2 separate regions of the Rattus norvegicus genome follow, and region 1 is linked to region 2. A link is a contact called in public Hi-C data. All regions are on one chromosome and are shown on one strand. Each heading gives the region's core, a stretch centred on a gene start, on an enhancer-like site or on the middle of the called end of the contact. The rest is flanking DNA. Distances are from core to core; before and after follow the strand shown.

Region 1 (3,929 bases), core at 1,287-3,786, 190 kb before region 2:
AAACAAACTTCAATTTGAAGTGCACTCAATATGTGGTATCCATATGTATCGACCATGTGCCATATATCTACTATGGTCACTAGCACGTCTTTAATGATGCTTGTTATTACATCGTCGCTTCTTTTTCATTCAACTTGCAGAACTTTTGTAGAATTCTTTTTTTCCCTTTACATATAAGTTCATATATTTTTCTACTTCAGTCCTGTGAAGCTTATCCCCAATCACTTTTCTATTAGTCTCCCCTCTGTATATGAGGGGAGTTATTACATATACAAGGTTCTTTTGACAATCAACAATTTCTTAACTGTAATAATGTGTACATTACTTAATAAAGACTTGACATGCTACCGTGGTGTAAATACACCTTTGTTTCCCTAAAAGAAGGCTGCCTTTTATCATACCATAAGCCCTGGAAAAGCACCTTACTTTCTGTGTCATGGAATGATACAAGTAACACATTTATATGTTTTTTACACTAAATGTAAATTTTTAGACTCCCAGTTAACCTGTCATACATGGTCCTTTTTTTCTTTTTTTCTCATTACAGAAGTATAACCTGGGACAAAGACTCCAGGACAGGGGGACAGTTGGGACATGTAGGTAACAGGAATGAGGAAGACAGGAAGGGGGAAGCATTAGTAAAGGGCGTGGTAGCGCACTGTTAACGTCGTTGGCTGCTGGAACACTGAGACTCTGAGACATGGTGCAAAGTGCACACTCATTGACTCTACCCTCCAATAATGTGAGGACAAACTTGTAACCCTGAGAGCTGAAAATCAGTAGGCACACCCCACAGGGATACACCGGAAGGCATTTTCCTAGGATATGTAATAGGCATAATCACGCATGGTTCACATCCATGTACTTCCATTTCCCCAAGACACAATGCAGAAAACGAGTGGGCCTGTTTCCTGTGTACAGCGTGAGTCAGTCGCCTGTACAGTGGAGGGGAAAGTAGCCCTTATCTTAGTTACGTTTCTACTGCTACGGTAGCATAGATAACACAACCCCGGCAACTTATAAAGAGTTTATTGGTGCCTACAGAGGATGCGCCCATGACCATCGCGGCGAGGTGTATGGCATCAAGCAGGTAGGCATGGCGGTGAAGCAGTAGCTCAGAGCTTCTGTCTGGTTGGTAAACATGGCAGACAGCTAACTGGGAATGGTGTGTGCTTCGGACACCTCAAAGATCACCCCAGTGTGCGGTAACAACTCCTAATCCTCCCGAAAGTTCTACCAACTGGGGACCATATACAGGAAACCATGTGTGTTCCATATTGCTCACAAAGCTAAACGTTAATCTGCCATGACTCAGCTCCACTCCTGCACATATGGCCAAAGGACACCCTCCTACCGATGCTTGCCTAGCAATGTCCATTTGCTGCTCTATTCACAGCAGCTAAGCGTGAACACCCTAAACGCCTGCAAGCGATGGGCAGCAATGCAGATGTGGTGCAGGCTCACAAAGGGATAATACCCGTCTGTGAGGAAAACGACATCATGAAATTTGCAGGTAAGTGTAGCTCTCACCAGGCTGCAGGCATGAAATGGTTGCTGGAGGAATAAAAATGAACATCATCCCATCGTTGTTCATGAATTATTTTCATGTTGGGGAAAGGCATCTAAATAGAAATAAATGCCCGGAAAGTGACCAAGCCACTTATACAGTACCTGCTGTTATGTGCAAGGCAATGTACTAGATTCTGGTCATGATAAGATTTTTTAAAATGTGGGTCTTTATCTGTCTAGAACTTACTATTGAGACAAAAAAAAATCCCAGTAAGTCATGTTTTTGAGATACATATATGCATACACACACATCTCACTTGATTTTATGTATTTCTGTTGCTTTATGACAAGATGGTTATTTATATACTCATGAGCAATGATTTTATACATACACCACATAATAAGATAACAGAAATGGCAGTTTTTGGAGATAATGTCAAAATGCGAGTTCAATTCTTACTGTATTTGAAACCCCGATGCCTGTTTACATTAAAAAGAATTTTAATCTAGAAATACAAAAGAATTGTAGCCTCTTTTCATAGTGGGTGGGGAGCAAGCCCACAACTAGCATTATCCCAGTTCCCACAGTATGTCCAATAACCATTAAATATTTCCAAGTTTCTGTAAGATGCATAAAAAAAAAAGTTTTATGAATAACCTTAAGGGTTTTGTTGGGAACAGATTTTGACAGCAGTGTCTATAGTGAGCAGGTATTTTAGTCATCTTTCCCTAGCTCATGGCTTGTTTTGTAGTCTTGAGACTCAACATACTTGCCGTAAACTGACTTTTACCATAACACACCAGATCTTCCACCAGTTGAACCACGCCATTTCAGAAAGCTCGCAGAATTATTTGGATTTAGCATTCACTTTCAAATGAAACTGCGAGTGCACACAATCACCTAAGCAAGGTATTTTCTAACAAAAGTGCAGTCATGACTCAAGGCCTCAGTTTCCCCCACTCAGCCTGCCGTCAAAGTGCGGCCGCGCATGCGCAGAGGACACGCCGCACCGCTGCTGTCCCTCGGCAGTGACGTCAACCGAGCGCCGAGGAGATCCCGACCCGTTTTCCACTGTTCTGTGAAGTTGGCCGTGTATCGTTGGTGTCCCTGTCGAGTTGGGTCAGGAGGGCGCGGAGCAGCGAAACCCTTCCCGAGCTGCGGTGAGGAAGCGGTTTCCGGTGGCTGGAGTGGGGAGGCACGAGCTGACGCGGCCGCGGACGGCGACACCGGCCGAACGCGAGCGGTGAGTCGGCATGGCGGCCCCCGGGCGAGCGGGCGGACTGCGGCCTCTGTCCGGCTCGGCGGCGGCTCGGCGTGCCGGGCTGTGCTGACACACGTAGGGGAAAGCTGCGGACCCCCGAGTCTTTCCGGAGCATTCTCGAAGCGAACAGGCTATTAATGAGCTCTGGTGTCACGAGGCGCTTCCTCAGCCCGACGTTTGGTGGCTCCCGTGAGCTTCACAGGGCACACAAAACGCCCGCCTGGCCAGCAGTAGGTGGTTTCTGGACCGCGAGCTTCGAAGAGATTAACTGTGTCTCAGGTGCAGTAAACTCAGGATCTGGAGCGAAAGGGGTGAAGAGTTGAAAGCATTACCAGGAATGGCTCCAGTATACCTCATCCGGTTGTAATAAGTAGTTCTCTGCAATATTCTGAAGCTGTGGAAGTGCTGGGGACGGGAGAGGGGGTACGATTAGATTAAGAAAAAGGACAGGGTGCCAGGATTTTAGAAGTGTGTTTTGCCATCCCTACGTTTGCCCGCAGAATCTACCCTCAGACATTTAGAGCCAGTAGGAGATTATTTTTCAGGATGATATTTATAACCAAAATCAGAATATTATCAACTGTGTTAAATTGTCACTGGATATTATTGTTAATTCTTCCCCCGGTTCAAGAAACTTAGACAAGGTGCTTGGACAAGAACGTTGATTGTTTATAGAGTACTAAAAACACTACAGTATGCTTTAAAGAAACTTGAAGGCTCGTCTCCATGATATGCCCAAATATTTGACAGAAGTTATTCTTTTGGATGCCTTTCAGAAGACGTTTTAGTCTTAAAGACTCATATAAGTATTCACATGCTTTATTTCAAGCTAAAATTGGGATGATAGCTTCTTCATACTTAACAGTCATTTTGATATCAGCCAGCTTTGTAGTTCCAAAGAGCAAGACTATGGGAAACCATATTTCCATTTCAGTTAATAACAGGAGGCAAAGTTGCAGTCACACCAAAAATAATTTTTTGTTTGGGTCAACATGAGGAACTGTATTAAAGGGTCACAGTATTAGGAAGGTTGAGAACTGCTGGCATAAATGTAAATGAAAACACAAAAGAAATTAAAAGAAAGCACATCACAAAATAGAGAAAAGGATAGTTAGCCAGATAAAGCATTCTGGTATTGTGAAAATAAACCATGTAGGC
Region 2 (3,626 bases), core at 990-3,489:
GTCAAAAATATAAGCCATGATTTAAAAGATGTTTGCACTCTCCCTGGTGATGAACAATCATTTCTTGGCGTAAACACTTATGTGTCAATCTAACATTGACATAGTATCTTGGAGCTTCTGTTCCATGTTAAGTAGCCAACACTTTGATTGTTGAAACTGAAACAGTACAGCATGCTCACGTTATTTTCCAATAAGCACTTTAGTGAAGTGTTTGGCAGAAAATTAGTTAAAACTTCATATCATGTTTATGATTACATGGTTCGACATTTCAGGTAGTTCAAAAAGAAAAACTTGGTCATAATGTTTGTAGAGTCTTCATACAGTTTGAAGAGATATTTTTTTCTCGTAAGTCCCGGAAGAGTTAATTAACCTTCATATTTATTAGTTTCTTTCCAAGCATCGCACTTGCATGCATTTTCTCATGTCTTCAATGAGGGGAATTGTGGTGAAGATGGTCACACATTCTTTCATGCCTAAGGTTTCTCTACAGCATGGATTTTGTGATGAGTGCAAAGATTGGCAGTACTGGTTACACTGTTTACACTTGTAAAGTTTTTCTTCTATATGGATTCTGGTATACACTGAGGAACAACTGAGACATTCATCCACAGGGACTGAACCGCTACTCCATTCTTCAGCATCTTGTTGACAAATAGCTAATTTTGGCGTAGTTGACCCACAGTAGTCACTCTAGTAAATGTAACTTTGACGTACGTAGAGAGATCCATTATATCAGTTCTGTCCTCCTAGAGGGTTTTACTATTACACGTGTGTTTTTGTTTTGTTTAGTTTTCTTGCAGCTGATGAAAATGTGCTGACTATGAGTAAAGCTCGACAGTGGTTGTCCTCTGTTTCTGTCTTTCTCCCAATGCTGTCACACACCTACCAGGTGAAAGGGAACTGCAATATCCCTGAAACAAGCATTTAGCCATGAACCCAAAATCTCATTTCTTAAAGTCTCCCTTAATTGTCAACACTCTGGGCGTCTTTGACTTGTGGGACAGATTGTTTCCTCCACTGCAGCTTTAGGAACATGCCTGATTGTAGGAGGGGTAAGGGGAAATATCTCCGGAGTGCAGTGCTGGAAGGACAGGACAGAAGAGAAGTCCTGACCTGGTGAGCACAAGGTCATGGCCCACAAAAGGGAGGAGCCGGTAGCCAATCGGAGGTGAGCTGGAGTGGTGAGACCTCCCAAGGGCTGGCAGGGATGTCAGACATGTAAGCTATTGGAAATTGGCTATGGAAACTGCTATGAAAATCCATATCTTTGCAGATATGGAAAAGGTGTTCACCTAGAATGAAAGCCCGTAACAGGAACCACTATGGTGAGTTGCTTCAGCACACCCTAACGCTGATGGAGGTGCTCATGACACTCAAGATGCATGTGGGATATAAAACCAGGCCCAGAAGCATGGATGGTAGAGTGGGTTGAGACTTAGGAGACTAGGTGGGCACACATCTGAGACTTACGTGACGTCCTGCTGCCCACTAGCCCCCTGGCCTGGAACATTTGCATGCTTCCCACCTATGTGACCTGTGGTCATGTAGGCCCAGAACAGTGATCCTCATCCTAATAGAGGCCCTGAGGGCTAGCCGTTAAGCTGGAATTCCCAGACATTCCTTCCTGCAAAAGCTATTTTATCTCAGTTCAGACCCCGAGAAAAGGGTTTGAACTTTCTGTCAGGAACCGTCAATAAACAGTTTACAACCATGGACTCTGTCAATCATCTACCACTGCCATTGGTACCACGCAGAAGGTCTTTGCCTACAGACCCTCAGCGTAGCTCTCCCATCGAGGGCCTATCTGTGCTTCCAGACTGCCCCTGCCAAGCTAAGGTCCATCTGTGCTGAGCTGAGCCAGAACTCCCTGTTCCCTCAGTGCCCAAGGCATGCACAAGTGAATCAGTTCTTGGCTCTCCTGCGACACCCAGTGGTGCGTTGATATACAATAATCGCGGAACCACTGAGGCACTTTCCTTGTCCCTGACCCAGGAACCCAAAAGTGCTCTAGCCTCACCCCTCCTCTTGGACTGCTTTTCCATCCTCAAACTGGGTCTTGGCATTTCCCTAAAGTTCAGAATCGCCCAGGCAATGGCAAGAAAAAACATAGTATAGATCGCCCCGCTCTAGTGTTCCAAGAGGCAGTGCCTAGCGGAAGCACAGACAGGGACTGGCAGATGTATTGGCCAATCAGGGTCTCCAAGAGGACTTGTCAGTCAGAAGAGGAGGAGGTTTTTTCCGGGAATCCCTTTGCAGGGTTCGTGCTCTTGAGCGTGGTTAGAGCGATTTGCGGTGCTGTACTTTAATCTCATGCTGTGTACTGAGGGAATTTAGGCAAGGTCTGAAGCTGCAACATGGCCAGTGTATGCTCACTGCTCACAAAGGTGAGGAGCGGGATCTGCTGTAGTGGGTCGTAGATAAGGGCGGGAGGAAGCAAGCACGGTGGTGCAGCCACGTGTGGGGTCCCTCTTGTTATTAGCCTGGAGTTAGCAGTGGTATCTCAAAGATTTCATTGGCTGGGCTGAATCTCCACCAAGCACTTAGAGCACGGGCTCGTGTATAGAGACACCATTGGCAGGACACCACTGGCAGGCAGTCTTAATTTCTCCAGTACAGTTTACAAGTTATTCTATTCCATTTAACATTTTGGTTGGCGTTCATTTGGAGTTAATTTTGTCTGGGTTGTAAAAGGAATGTCATGCGTTTGGTGTTTGAAAGGATTTTTTTTTCCAGTATTTCAGGTTTTTTTAAAAACAAACTAATAAAACCCGATTTTATAATTTTTGAACAGACACATGTTTATCCTTTTAGAAAATTATTTCTGAGTCAAGCAATGTTGTTACCTGGACCCCATGCCAAAGCTGTACCCACCAGCGTAGGGGAATGTCAGGGTGGGGAGGCAGGAAGTGGGTGATTGGGGAGGGGGAACACCCTTTTAGAAGAAGGGGGAGGGGGATAGATAGGGGTTTTGTAGACCAGAAAGTGGGAAAGGGAGAAACATTTGAAATGTATAGGAAAAATGCCCAGTAAAAAAAAGATTTTTAGTTTGTCCTTATATTGATCATGTAACATTTCTTACATCAGAAGTGACTGATAATGAAAACTTCTGTCAAAGCAAAATAGTTCCTTCCTTCCTACTTCTCCCTTCTTTGTGGTTACACCAGCTTCAAGGTTTGTCAGTGAAATCAATTCATACTGCAATCCTCTTTATTTATATTTTCCCTAAGAAAGTCAGGGAGGTGAGAAGACATTCATTCCATTGTCTCTTTTTCTTACTGACTAGTCAGGGCTCAGCCTGGAAGGCTTGTCAAGACTCTCTCATGAACTGGGCAGCGGAGGCAGAATTAGGTGTTCAAAGGAAGAGGCAAGCCTGAGCTACAGAAGAAATTGCCCTAAAGAGAAACAAGTAATCAAAGAGTTGGGAAAAAGGAACAAGGAACAACATTCTTTTTTATCATTCGATATTTTTAATTTACATTTCAAATATTCTGTTTATACGTTTCCTGTTCACATACCCCCTATACCTTCCCTTTTCCCCTTCTGTGAGGGTGTTCCCCTCCCCAACCTCCCATCCCTTCCTGCCTCCCCGCCCTGGCATTCCCCTACACTAGGGGGTCCAGTCTTGG

The links. Hi-C and Micro-C count contacts between places; a contact is called where the count stands out from the background.
Region 1: a Hi-C map of Schwann cells shows a contact between it and region 2, with 6 times the contacts expected there. The contact joins the promoter of Thoc2l here to the promoter of Zfp951 in region 2. A contact is called at or near these places in 7 of 12 Hi-C or Micro-C datasets (Schwann cells, frontal cortex, kidney and 3 more) and 1 of 1 datasets of contacts at active chromatin or transcription factors (oligodendrocytes).

What each region holds. Positions count from the first base shown.
Region 1 is chr14:5,538,253-5,542,181 of GRCr8, reverse strand. Thoc2l (THO complex subunit 2-like) reads left to right here and starts at 2,536. Exons shown (of 9, transcript NM_001379099.1): 1 at 2,536-2,753. Pkd2 (polycystin 2, transient receptor potential cation channel) reads left to right here. Exons shown (of 15, transcript NM_001191934.1): 15 at 1-361.
Region 2 is chr14:5,352,071-5,355,696 of GRCr8, reverse strand. Zfp951 (zinc finger protein 951) reads left to right here and starts at 2,239. Exons shown (of 4, transcript NM_001395603.1): 1 at 2,239-2,384. The coding sequence starts at 2,355.